Regions from separate parts of the Oryzias latipes genome. Here region 1 is linked to region 2. A link is a contact called in public Hi-C data. All regions are on one chromosome and are shown on one strand. The core of a region is the stretch at or near the end of the contact, and the rest is flanking DNA. Distances in the headings are between cores, read along the strand shown.

Region 1 (5,809 bases), core at 758-3,257, 140 kb before region 2:
TTTAATTAAAAATGTTTACCTTATTAGTTTAATATTCCATAGACTGATCATAAGTTTGAAGGTGAACGTGGAGACTAAATACACGGCTTTTCCTAATCGTTTTTTGCTCTTTATTCAAACAGCAGAGACATCAAACATTTGCCATAATTTATTAACAAGCCACAAAAAGTACAAAAACATCTCATCCTAATTGTACACCTAACTGGCATTTGAATAAACTTTTGAAGAGTATCTTCATGTCATCTGAGGTCACTCTGTTGAAGTACTTTGAGCTGCTAATGGATTCTACAGATGAGAAAGCAGACGGCTGGGGACTGAAGGGACACTTCTCACGTCCGTCATCATCAAGGATACAAATACAAAAGCAGGTGATGTTTGATTCAGCTGGGAAAAGGGCAGTTTTCAGATCATACAGGTTTTAAAACTACAAACCTCTCGTCTTGGTGCAAGCTGGTAAAGTTAGTATCAAGATGTCCCAGTACGCGCAAGAGTCCCAGACTTCTCCAACCCTTCCTGCCATGACCATGTACTGCAATCTCTCACCATCATAGATGAGAAGAACATCAATGGGGCACCCATGACCAAAGTGAGTAATATCAAAGATGGAGCTATTTCCAGCTGAGCAGAGCTCTCAGGGGGGTTTTATGGCCAAAGAAGTCTGTGTGGGTATTTGTAAGAAAACAGTGTCAGTGGAACAATGCCCTATAAATAGGACTTGGAAGGGCTAGATAGAATTGTCCAGCGAGGCCAACGGGGTCGCCCTTCCACAAACTCAGAAACTCTGCTACAGTTTAACGGCCACTGGCCAGCTTCCAGCCAGCACTACACCTATGTCAAATGTCAACAAATGTCCCACTATTCGAGTTAGCCAAAGGACTTATAAGTCGCTTTCCTTATTCTATAGGCAAAGTTTTCTAGTTCACAAGTTGAGTTTTTAAGGTCCTAAAAAAAGTTTTTCCCCCCCCCATTAGTGTTCTCACCCTGTGCTCATTTCTCAGGGCCAGAGAGGATGAGGTGAAAGGATCTGCCACACGGTTCCTTCCATCCGTTACACTGGGCATTAAAGAAGTCCCAAAAGGCTCTGAAAGGCTGCGCATCATACGGTGGACATGCTCCCTGTGAGCATGAAACGGATCTCTGTGGAACAAGAAAAATATTTTCAATAAAACAAACAAACAAAAATAACAAGCAAGCAAGCAGGGAAGTTGAAGGTGGTATGTGTATTTTTAATGCCTCCTTTTTCGTTCATCAGCTTAGTTGGGGGGGGGGGGGTCAACTCAGATGAATGCAGCACGCTGGAACAGGAGCCTCTGTCCTAAAATAATTTCAGCTACTTGACTTCGAAGTTGGGTCAAGTGTGGCTAACGCGCTGACCCATGTCTGTGGCTGAAGGACAGGGACGTTCAAACCCAAACAACAGGGCGGTTATATAGGGACGTTTTTAACCTTTCAATCAGCACAGCAACCGTTCCATTAGGCTGTATAGCAAACCGAACAAATAATATAACTTTATTCATTTTATTAATAAAACACAATTGACTTAATTGTCTTGAGGATAATATGTATATAGAGTTTTACATTTGATATAAAAAGCGACCATTTGAATGAACTTGTATGCATTATTTGCCTGCATGTCATTTTAGCTAAAACATGTGGCAAGTATATGATTAATTGCTAGCAAAACAGTTAGTTGTATTAAACCACACCAAACACATACCAAAGTAAAAATAAAATATCATGTACACATTTTGAACAGTTTAATTACTTACGAAAAAAACGGGTCGTCTTCAAAATCCCCAAGCATCCTGTTGAACATTTTCTTTAACTTTCGAAGATTTTAACGGAGTTTAGAGAAAAATAGTCCGTCTGTGCGCGCGCCCGTTGCCTCTCTGCGGCTGAATACCTCCGAGAGCCCAGCAGCTCTGAGCTCTGACGCAGATCACGTGACAGGAACGCCGCTACCGCATTGGTTGCTCACAGGGAGTTTCGACCGGGTTGCACCTACTCGCTTCATGTTGTCAAGACGCTGCCATGACAACGCCACTTGAGAAGATTCTTGAAAATTAAGCCTTTTCTTATCTGACTAGAGCAGCTCCCCACGAGGGAGGTTATCTCAATTATCCATATAAGGCCAATTTAATTGCATTTACTTACTTTTAAATAGAACAGAGAAAATAGTTCTTGGCATGATTAATGCAATTCAAAGATGAACTATTCAATCCTTTGTTTTGAAAAGATTTATAGCTTTATTCATAAAGCCATACTGGGGAGCATCTACCTGCAGGTAAAACAGTCAAAAGTACCCTAAAAACAATTATTCAAGCAGCCAAAGCATAAAGGGTGGGTTTGTTCAAGTCTGTGCACCTTCTTAATCATAATTCTATTACGGCACAGACTATTTGAAGAGCATAAGAGTTATACGTCAGGTCCCAGGCTCAGTGTAGATTTACAGTGTGGCAGTTCCACAAGTAGACTTGTGAGTTTACTCACTGCCAAGAATCTACCTTTACTTAAACAGAAGCACAGCACCGAGAAAACATCAACACAAGGCATTTATCCTTTACATAACCAAATAGCCAACGCATATATAGGGACAACAGCTCGTTCTTTATTTATTTTAGTAAAAGTAGACATATCAACATATCAGGACTGATTGGAAACAAAAAACATGACAAAACATCACACAGATTGTGATGCTATAAAAATCACTGTCTTCTTGTCTTCAAGTAACAGGGCTTCCCATCAGCCTCTCTTGTCGCAGTGAGACCAGTCTGTTCAGCCAAAGCTCCTCAGCCTGCTCCTTGTCCACGAACAGCTGCAGGACAGTGCAGAAAGGACATGTTACTAAGCACAAAGACATAAACAAAATCACAGTCTTCATATTTGACAAATATGGAGTCCTACTTTGGTGAACATACTGGAATAAAATATAAAACAATAGAATTTTTATATTGTATGTGAGGTCAAAATGTTTTACAGGCTGTAGTTTGAAACCTTAGTGCTTTACATAGCTTTGCTTTACTTTTGCCAACATTCAACATACAGAAATATATGCAGTGACGTGTATTTACAGCCTGTGCAAATACATGTCTGTATGACCAAGCCCAAAGTCTAAGTTGTGCGTATTGTGTGTTCATGTGTGTGTTCAGGCTGATTTCCTCATCACCTCACACTCTGACAGAAACAAATGGCTTCTGATCCCATGCAAGTTTATGACACAGTTATCAGTATTTCCCACTGACATCCATGTGACCTCAGTGTAGTTGCTGGCACAGAGACAATGTTATAATGTATTGAGGTCTTTTCATGGCCCTTTTCTGGTCATATCTGCTCAGTTTCAATTTCACACGAGTTTCAACATATAACTCATAATCTCAGCCTCGTGTGGGTTTTTATTTATTGTGGAGCATTGCAAGCAGAGGTGATATTGATTGTAAAGGGGCTATAAAACGGCTGCTGCAAGTGTCTGATGAATGACAGCATCTGTTTATTAGGGAGTAACATAAATGACTGAGAAGTAAAGCACTGAGGCGGACGGGAGGTTTTTTTTCCCCCATTCTCGTTGCATGTATTTATCTGAGGATGAGGAACAATGTTGACATGCTGGCAGTGTGTATATACTGTACATCGATGTGCTGATAAGATGGCATTATGCAGATGGCTGGCCCCCCGCCTCGAGCATGTCAATCTTTCATTTCCAACTCGAGCTGCTTTACAGCTGCAGTGCACGTTATCTGCGTGTAAGATTCGACACCAGTAGGGTTCTGTCTGTCGGCTCTGTGCGAGTGTCATGGTGCTAATGAGGCTGTGTGTGTGGGATGACAGTATCTGAGCTGGGCTAATGGGACTCATCTGTTCTAATGGGATGTGGAGCTGGAGCTGGAGCTGGGGCCAGGGCCCGCCTGGGGCATATTGCAACCATACATCAGCCTGTCTGAGAGTCTTTGCCTGTGTGTGTGTTGGGCTGGGGGGCATTGTGCTTGTATGTGAGTGGGTTATCTGCATACATCAGGGCATAACTTAGTTTTCCTAGTGGAGATAGATGAGTGTGAAGCCCCAGGGAGTGTTATTGGAGTTTAAAGTTTTCCTCCTCGTTTTTCATGATTGGTTTGCAGTCAGAGGAAGAGGTGATGTTAGAAGGCTATGTCGTGTACAATTTGATGCACTGACTTCGTACACTGCAATGAAGTGAATATTGTGGTAGTATTGGTAGCAGGATTTGCAGTTCTAAAAGAAGAAAAAAAGTTTACCAACTATGTCTATGAATCTGTAAACTCAAACCCTATACACAAATCAAAAATGCAGCAAATAAAAGATCAAGAAATGAAACCAATTTATCTAAGCTTCCCAATTAAGCAATTATTGGTTCCAAGACTTTTAAGAAAACTCTAGAAAGCCGGTTGATGGCTCGAGGGGACACAAAAGAAGATAATGAGAAAGGGTTTGTCAGAGGAGAACTTACACTGGGATGGGCAAGCGTGTCATTGTCATTGTAGATTATAGATGTGGGAAGAGAGATGTCCTGAGAATACGCCCTCTCTGACTCCACTTTCACCTCAGCTGGCTCAGTCTGTGCTTCCCAAAACACACAAAACACAACAAATCTGTGACTTTTAATCTGAAATGAATATTATTGAAAGCTGAAACTGAGCACAAATTGAACTGGACAGAATTAACAAGCAGCCGTATAGTACAATGGAAACAAAATACGTGCATAGAATGCTACCAAATATGGAGTTTGAACACACTGTATTATAAAACTATAATGGATTATAATTCAGTGTTTATTTTAGGCACATTCATTTAAAAAAAGAATATAGACATGAATCATTTTAAAAGCATGAGATGTTGAATTTGGACACAAATGTAAAAAAAAAAAGTTTTTGTAATTTGATATTTGTCCAGCAGATGGCACTAACAGAGCAGCTTATTAGGTAAAAAAAACATACAAATGACCAGAATGAATTTATAGGTTTATAGGTTATCAGTAGAGATTGCTTCACTCCAAGTAAATATTGAATACTAAAATATTTAGATCATTATGAAAAGGTCCTTATTTGAGATTTGAATTATGAACAGATGGTCGGAATTACTTTCAAATAGAGGTAGAAAATAAAATCCTTGAAAGTAAAATACATTTGTTTCTAGCTGACTGTTGTCCTCTTTTGGTACTTTGACACACACACACAAAATACTTATTTCACATAAGTGCAATGGTGTCATCTGCGTTATACTGCCAAAAGACAAAATGTTAGAAAACTTTGTTAGAAATCATAAATACTATATGTACCCTAAAAGTACAATACAGAAGGAAAAGCTAAAAACAACAAAAAAAACAACAACTTTTAAGTAGATTTTGTTTACTAAGATCAATGAAGGTGTTAAAGTTTTGAATTTTATGTCTTAAAACTGTCATAACCACCATATTTTAATAAAAGGCGTGTTTTGTTTTTCGTTCATAAGAAAGAAGAAATATCAGAATAAACACTGTGGAGACCGTGTATCTTTAAGAATCTTAACAGCAGCTTTAGAGCAAATGTTTACCAAGCTGGAAGTAGCTTTTTGAGGTTTATTTGGCACGATACTAAAAGTGAGAAGGATGTGAAACACACAGACCAAGAAAGATGATGTTGAGCCAAATAGCAGACACTAAAACTACTCATTATAGTCTTGTGGACTGATATGCAGAATATCCATTTTTAATGAATGCAGCTGGCTTTAAAGGAAGCACGTTTGCTTTTTTTAGTTTCTTAAATATATTTAGAAAGTTTCTCTTGAGTGTCAAATGATAATCATTTATAGTTACCAT
Region 2 (5,202 bases), core at 1,844-4,343:
CCAGCTCTCCCTCTACCCCCTTTTATCTCCACTGGAGTGTAATGTTTCTTTATATTTTTTAAACAGCTGTGCGTAAAAGGCCACACATTTATTTTCGACTTAAACTGTGCTTCAATCGATAACAGCACTGCATCTGCTTTTATCATCGCCATAAATTATTACTTGAAGCGTGCGCAAAAAAGGGACTTCCGAGTGACATACACTGTGATCAATAAACGAAGCCAGCTGACAGCCAGATCAATATGATATTTCAATCATGCTTTCCCTGTGTGTTTATGGGCCCAGACGTAATTGAGCCCGGAGACTGACACGTTGCATTGTGCGCTGATTTAGCGCGAGTTACGGGAGATTCAAAGGAGATTATCATGGCAATGAATCGTTTAATCTGTGTTCCGAGGCGTTTCTCTGAAATTGACGCTTGTCAATTTCAACAGAAGGAGAAGAGAGCCGTCAGATCTGTTTGATTTTTTCTGTCCCCTTTGTGCAAAGTAAGTGCTGTGGCGGCGATCAGACAGAACTGTCAGACATTTAAGCGATTCTCTGACGCGCGTTTTTTTTTTTTTTTTGCAGCAGATAATGTAATTAATTTCATCGGTCATTTAATGAGAGCGAGACGGAAAGAAAAGGAGCGAGATGCTCTCAGATCGCTCTGCTGTGATGTCCAAACCCGTAATGGTACTGCTGCAATTCGATATCCAACAGTCTATTCAACCCCTCGGGGACCCTCATCTATAGAAAGATGAAACCGGCGCTGACAAGGATATTTATTATAGTCCAATAGTCCCGCACATTTCCAACAAGAGCGCTTCTTTTCTCCCAATAAGAGTTTCATATCAGACTTGCTCACGTTCCCTTTTAGCCCTGCTGTTTCTGTCTCTGTTCTCTCTGCTCCAACCCCCACTCCGCCTTGTTGTAGACTAAATGTAATAATTAAAATCCGGGGTTAAGCAGCGTCATTAATATTTCAGTGCTCCTCGGGGATATTGTTTTTCTGCGGTTGTTGTCACTACACACGGCCTCACAAGCAGCTGCCAATCAGTGGGTCTCTAATTAATTTCTGTCCCTGCAGGTTTGGTTCCAGAATAGAAGAGCCAAATGTAGAAAGCAGGAGAACCAGTTGCACAAAGGTACCTCCAGCATTTTATTCTATTCTATTCTATTCTATTCTATTCTATTCTATTCTATTCTATTCTATTCTATTCTATTCTATTCTATTGCACCCAACCTGCTTGTGCGCTACTGTGCGTGCGCAAAATTTCCAGCTAAATGATGCTTACATTTTCCAATTGGAATTAATTTGGTGGATTCTTTAATTAAATTTTCACAAGGAATGATCGGTCTTCCAGTTTGTTTCATGTTATGGTGAATATTTCTCCTAAAACTAAGACGGAACGTTCCCCCCTTGCATGTCACTGCAGGAGTCCTGATTGGAGCAGCGAATCAGTTTGAAGCTTGTCGTGTAGCACCATATGTCAACGTCGGGGCTTTACGGATGCCATTCCAACAGGCAAGTTACTTTAAATGGTTTCATCTTGAAAACCAGACTGGTCTCCATAGCTTCTATATGCCCACTACGCTCTATATCCCCTCTACCCCCACCATCGCCTGTGCGCAACTGTTGTTTTGGCCTTGGCACAGGTTATGGCCCAAGTGCTGCAGAAACTCACTGTATAACTTGAGGGGAAATAAACTCATTACAGACATTTTTATGGGATAAAGGGATATAATTTTGCATGAGTGGAAAGTTTATTGTAAGTCCCAAAAGGTATAAAATTGGTTTTGTGGCGCAAAGCTCCAAGGTGTTGTTTCGGTTTCATAATAAACAGCAGACTGCGGAGGTCAGTAAAAGTATGGACAGAACGGCATTCATGGTTCTTCAACTGCTTGCAGCAGCCTTCCCTTTGGATGGAAGACTTGCTGTACAAAAAAGCTACGGTTTATGCTTAGACTCTAGAAATGAAACACATGTCGCCCTTAATACTTAATAGTAATATTTTTTTAAGTGAACATAATATTCACAGGAAGCTTTGCACCAACTTGCTTTAAACCAAATAGCTTAAACAGAATACATTCAACAAAAAGTACATTAAAAGAACAACATCTGCTTAAAAATGAATAAAATAGTCTCTGGAATGCACAGCATTACAGTAAGTGTGTACTTTATTAACTTTTAATGATAAAACCACTCCAATTTTTCTACAGTTCTATGTTTTTCCTTATTTTTAGTTTGCATTTTTCTCCCAAATCATTGCATATTGATGCTTGTGTATGAGTGGGGGTTTCACTAAAGAGAAACAGCCTCTCTAAGGCGACCCTTGTGCGTCATGCTCATGAACATCATCATCATTGTATGGATGAAAGATGCAGTCTCTTTAGTAAAAAATGATCCTTCAAGCAACCCACTGCAAAGTTAACGCATGTTCTCCCCCTTCTCTTCCCCATCCGTGCGTCCCGTCCCGTAGGATAGTCATTGCAACGTGCCGCCCTTCTCCTTTCAGGTGCAGGCGCAGCTGCAACTGGACAGCGCCGTGGCCCACGCGCAGCACCACCTGCACTCGCACCTGGCTGCGCATGCGCCCTACATGATGTTCCCCGCGCCACCGTTCGGACTCCCGCTGGCCACGCTTGCGGCGGAGTCCGCCTCCGCCGCCTCCGTGGTCGCCGCCGCCGCGGCAGCCAAAAACACCAGCAAGAACTCCAGCATCGCCGACCTGAGACTGAAGGCCAAAAAGCACACGGCCGCTTTGGGACTGTGACGCCATGGAGACGCCAGGACACGAGGCGTGGACACCGTCCGGCACTGAACAAAAACCCTCACAAAGTGGACCCCCCCCCCAACAAATATTCCTGGGACAAACTGAAAAAAAATCCGTTAGCCATGGACGTATTAATTTATGCTTTGTAAATGAAGGAGGAGGAGAATAAAGAATAAATATAGGCTATTTATGAAATAGAGAGGACAATGACAAAAATAGCCTCCATTTTTTTTATTTCAAGCCAAAAAGAGTGGCTTCATGCACCAGGAGGAGCCTGCTCTGCAGACACATGGCTGAAGAGGCCGGTGGGACACCCTGAGGAGGCGCATGAAGGAGGAGGAGGAGGAGGAGGAAGCAGCTGGCACGGTCGATACTTTGTCAAACAAAGCGAACCACTCTGCAGTTGTACTGTTCGTGTTCGGTTTTAACGTGATATTATTGTTGCTCTGATTCTACTTCGTTCATAAAGAGGCTGGCCTCATCATATTTCAAAAAACAAACAAAAAAACTTTCTCTGCAAAAGGACGGAGAGGGAAACCTTTGGCAAATAAAAAGACAACTTAGGAGTTGTTCCTTCTTCTGTTTCATGTCCAGTTTGGAGGAAAGAAAAAAAAAAACAATGCCTCTGCGGTGTTTGCATGAGTTTGTGAGCCACCTTTCCCCCCGTTTGGTCCCGTCTCCTCTGTCCTTTTAACGCGTGAATGTTGGGGCCTGCGTGACCTTCTCCTTGGACCTTTTTGGCCAACAGACGTGAGGTTGTGAGACACGCACAGGCTTTGTTAAACGTGACCATACTTCCATTCATATTAACAAACTGATGTCCTTTTGAAGGAGTCACAGCCAACAACAACAACACTTAGGGGAGTTAGGTTTACGCAAACCGGTACGGGCACCTGTAAGATATGTTAATACACAAGAAACATGCATTATTTTTTATTATTTAGTGGCTTTATGAATGCCTTGTGGGAAATTTGATCCTTTTTTAAAAACTTTGTTTCTGTGTAATAAATTCACGTGCTTAGCCGATGTAATTTTGATGTTTTTTTAAAATAAAAATCTCACCTGAGGCAGGGGTTTCTTAAAAAAAAAGAAAGAGTATTCATGAAATTGTTTTACTTTTTTCCATAACATGTGAGACGTGAATTAACGAAATGTCTTTCGTTCTCATAATAAATCAACTAAAGTTTCTTAAATGAGTTGACTTTTTTATTTTTTTAACAATTCAATCGTTTTTTTAACAAATTATTATTACTATTATTATGATTATTTTTATTATTAGTGTTGTTGTCGTTATACCACCGAGAGGAACTGATCTTAAATAATTCATGACTTTAGCTGGAGCTCTTTTGATAACGTCACTGTTGTGACAGGCCCGTTTAGTCGCGAACATTGCTGTCTGTTGCTGCGCCAAAAACCGATGCATTATTCATTGTTCGGTTTGGAGGGCTTGTACTTGAGGGCTGATCATTTCTAATACCAACTAAACGGCCAGATAAAGGACAAATCTACCGGATGAATTAAAAAATATCCACTTTTGAAACATTCAAAAATATATTCTTTGGACAAAAAGTTTTTTAAAAATCGTTTTTAAGGCTTTTCATTATTTTTTAACAAATGTTACAGAAAATACGATTCAAAACTAACAACAGTAAACTCATAATTAGTTTAAAAACACATGTATTTAGTTAACATTAATTATAGCCCTTAAACAAATACATTTAGCACATTTTAAATAGATAATGTCAATAATTCTGAATACAAAAGTGCTCTGATTTTGATGTAATACTTTTTGCTTTTTTTTATTTTCGAAAAGTGGATGATATGAAATATATGTAAAGTTTATCACCACTAATACAATGAATGTTTTTACCTGCATCTAAAAATGATCTAATTCGCTTCCTAACATGTTAACCGCCTCTATTGAACATTTAATAAACACCTGACACAAGAGCGTATAATTATAGGAATCCAGCTCCCATTAGCTCTCCAATCTTTCCACAAACACAATGTCTTAAGCTATTAATTAATACTGATTTCACCGAGACTGTAGACGGGTCCACAGTGTTTGCGCACCTCAGCGTTTGGGGCAGGATTTAGACGCCAAAAGTATTGAATTATCGATTCGGAGCCTCGCCAGTAATGGAGGGCATGGAAGTGTGTGTGGGAAGGAAACCGCTGAGCGGGAGTGCGCGTGCTGTCCTTCGTTGGAACACATGCACTGGGGTCGGGGGCGCGCAAATCCTGGACTGTCCCATAAAAAAATAAATACTCCCAATCCCATGCAGTAACATCAAATTGTTCAGTTTTCTTTACTAACAGTTTGGAGAAATTATAATAATTAAAATTGCACTGTCTTTGGATTTTGACAACACAATTTGAATAATACAACTATGTTTTAAGTGGATTAAAATGTCCTAAAGCTCAGGTGTCACTGTGTGTGTATTTT

What was found. Hi-C and Micro-C count contacts between places; a contact is called where the count stands out from the background.
Region 1: a Hi-C map of gastrula embryo shows a contact between it and region 2, with 1.7 times the contacts expected there. The contact joins the promoter of mlf1 here to the enhancer-like site in region 2. A contact is called at or near these places in 2 of 5 Hi-C or Micro-C datasets (embryo and gastrula embryo).

The regions. Positions count from the first base shown.
Region 1 is chr13:15,451,976-15,457,784 of ASM223467v1, reverse strand. It overlaps mlf1 (myeloid leukemia factor 1), which reads right to left and starts at 2,007. Exons shown (of 7, transcript XM_023961513.1): 1 at 1,770-2,007; 2 at 981-1,137. The coding sequence starts at 1,816. It overlaps rsrc1 (serine/Arginine-related protein 53), which reads right to left. Exons shown (of 10, transcript XM_011482566.3): 9 at 4,463-4,570; 10 at 2,589-2,815. The coding sequence ends at 2,723. It overlaps LOC105355429 (a long non-coding RNA gene), which reads left to right. Exons shown (of 2, transcript XR_909844.2): 2 at 1-231.
Region 2 is chr13:15,310,467-15,315,668 of ASM223467v1, reverse strand. shox2 (short stature homeobox protein 2) reads left to right here. Exons shown (of 5, transcript XM_023961891.1): 3 at 1,070-1,127; 4 at 1,419-1,507; 5 at 2,499-5,177. The coding sequence ends at 2,756. Among protein-coding and RNA genes, the nearest start is that of shox2, 5.8 kb to the left of the region's middle. Within about 2 kb of position 3,093, at least 4 of the 8 cell types and tissues checked have an H3K27ac peak or open chromatin away from gene starts, as enhancers often do. A contact at or near this core is called in embryo and gastrula embryo, where this site is marked.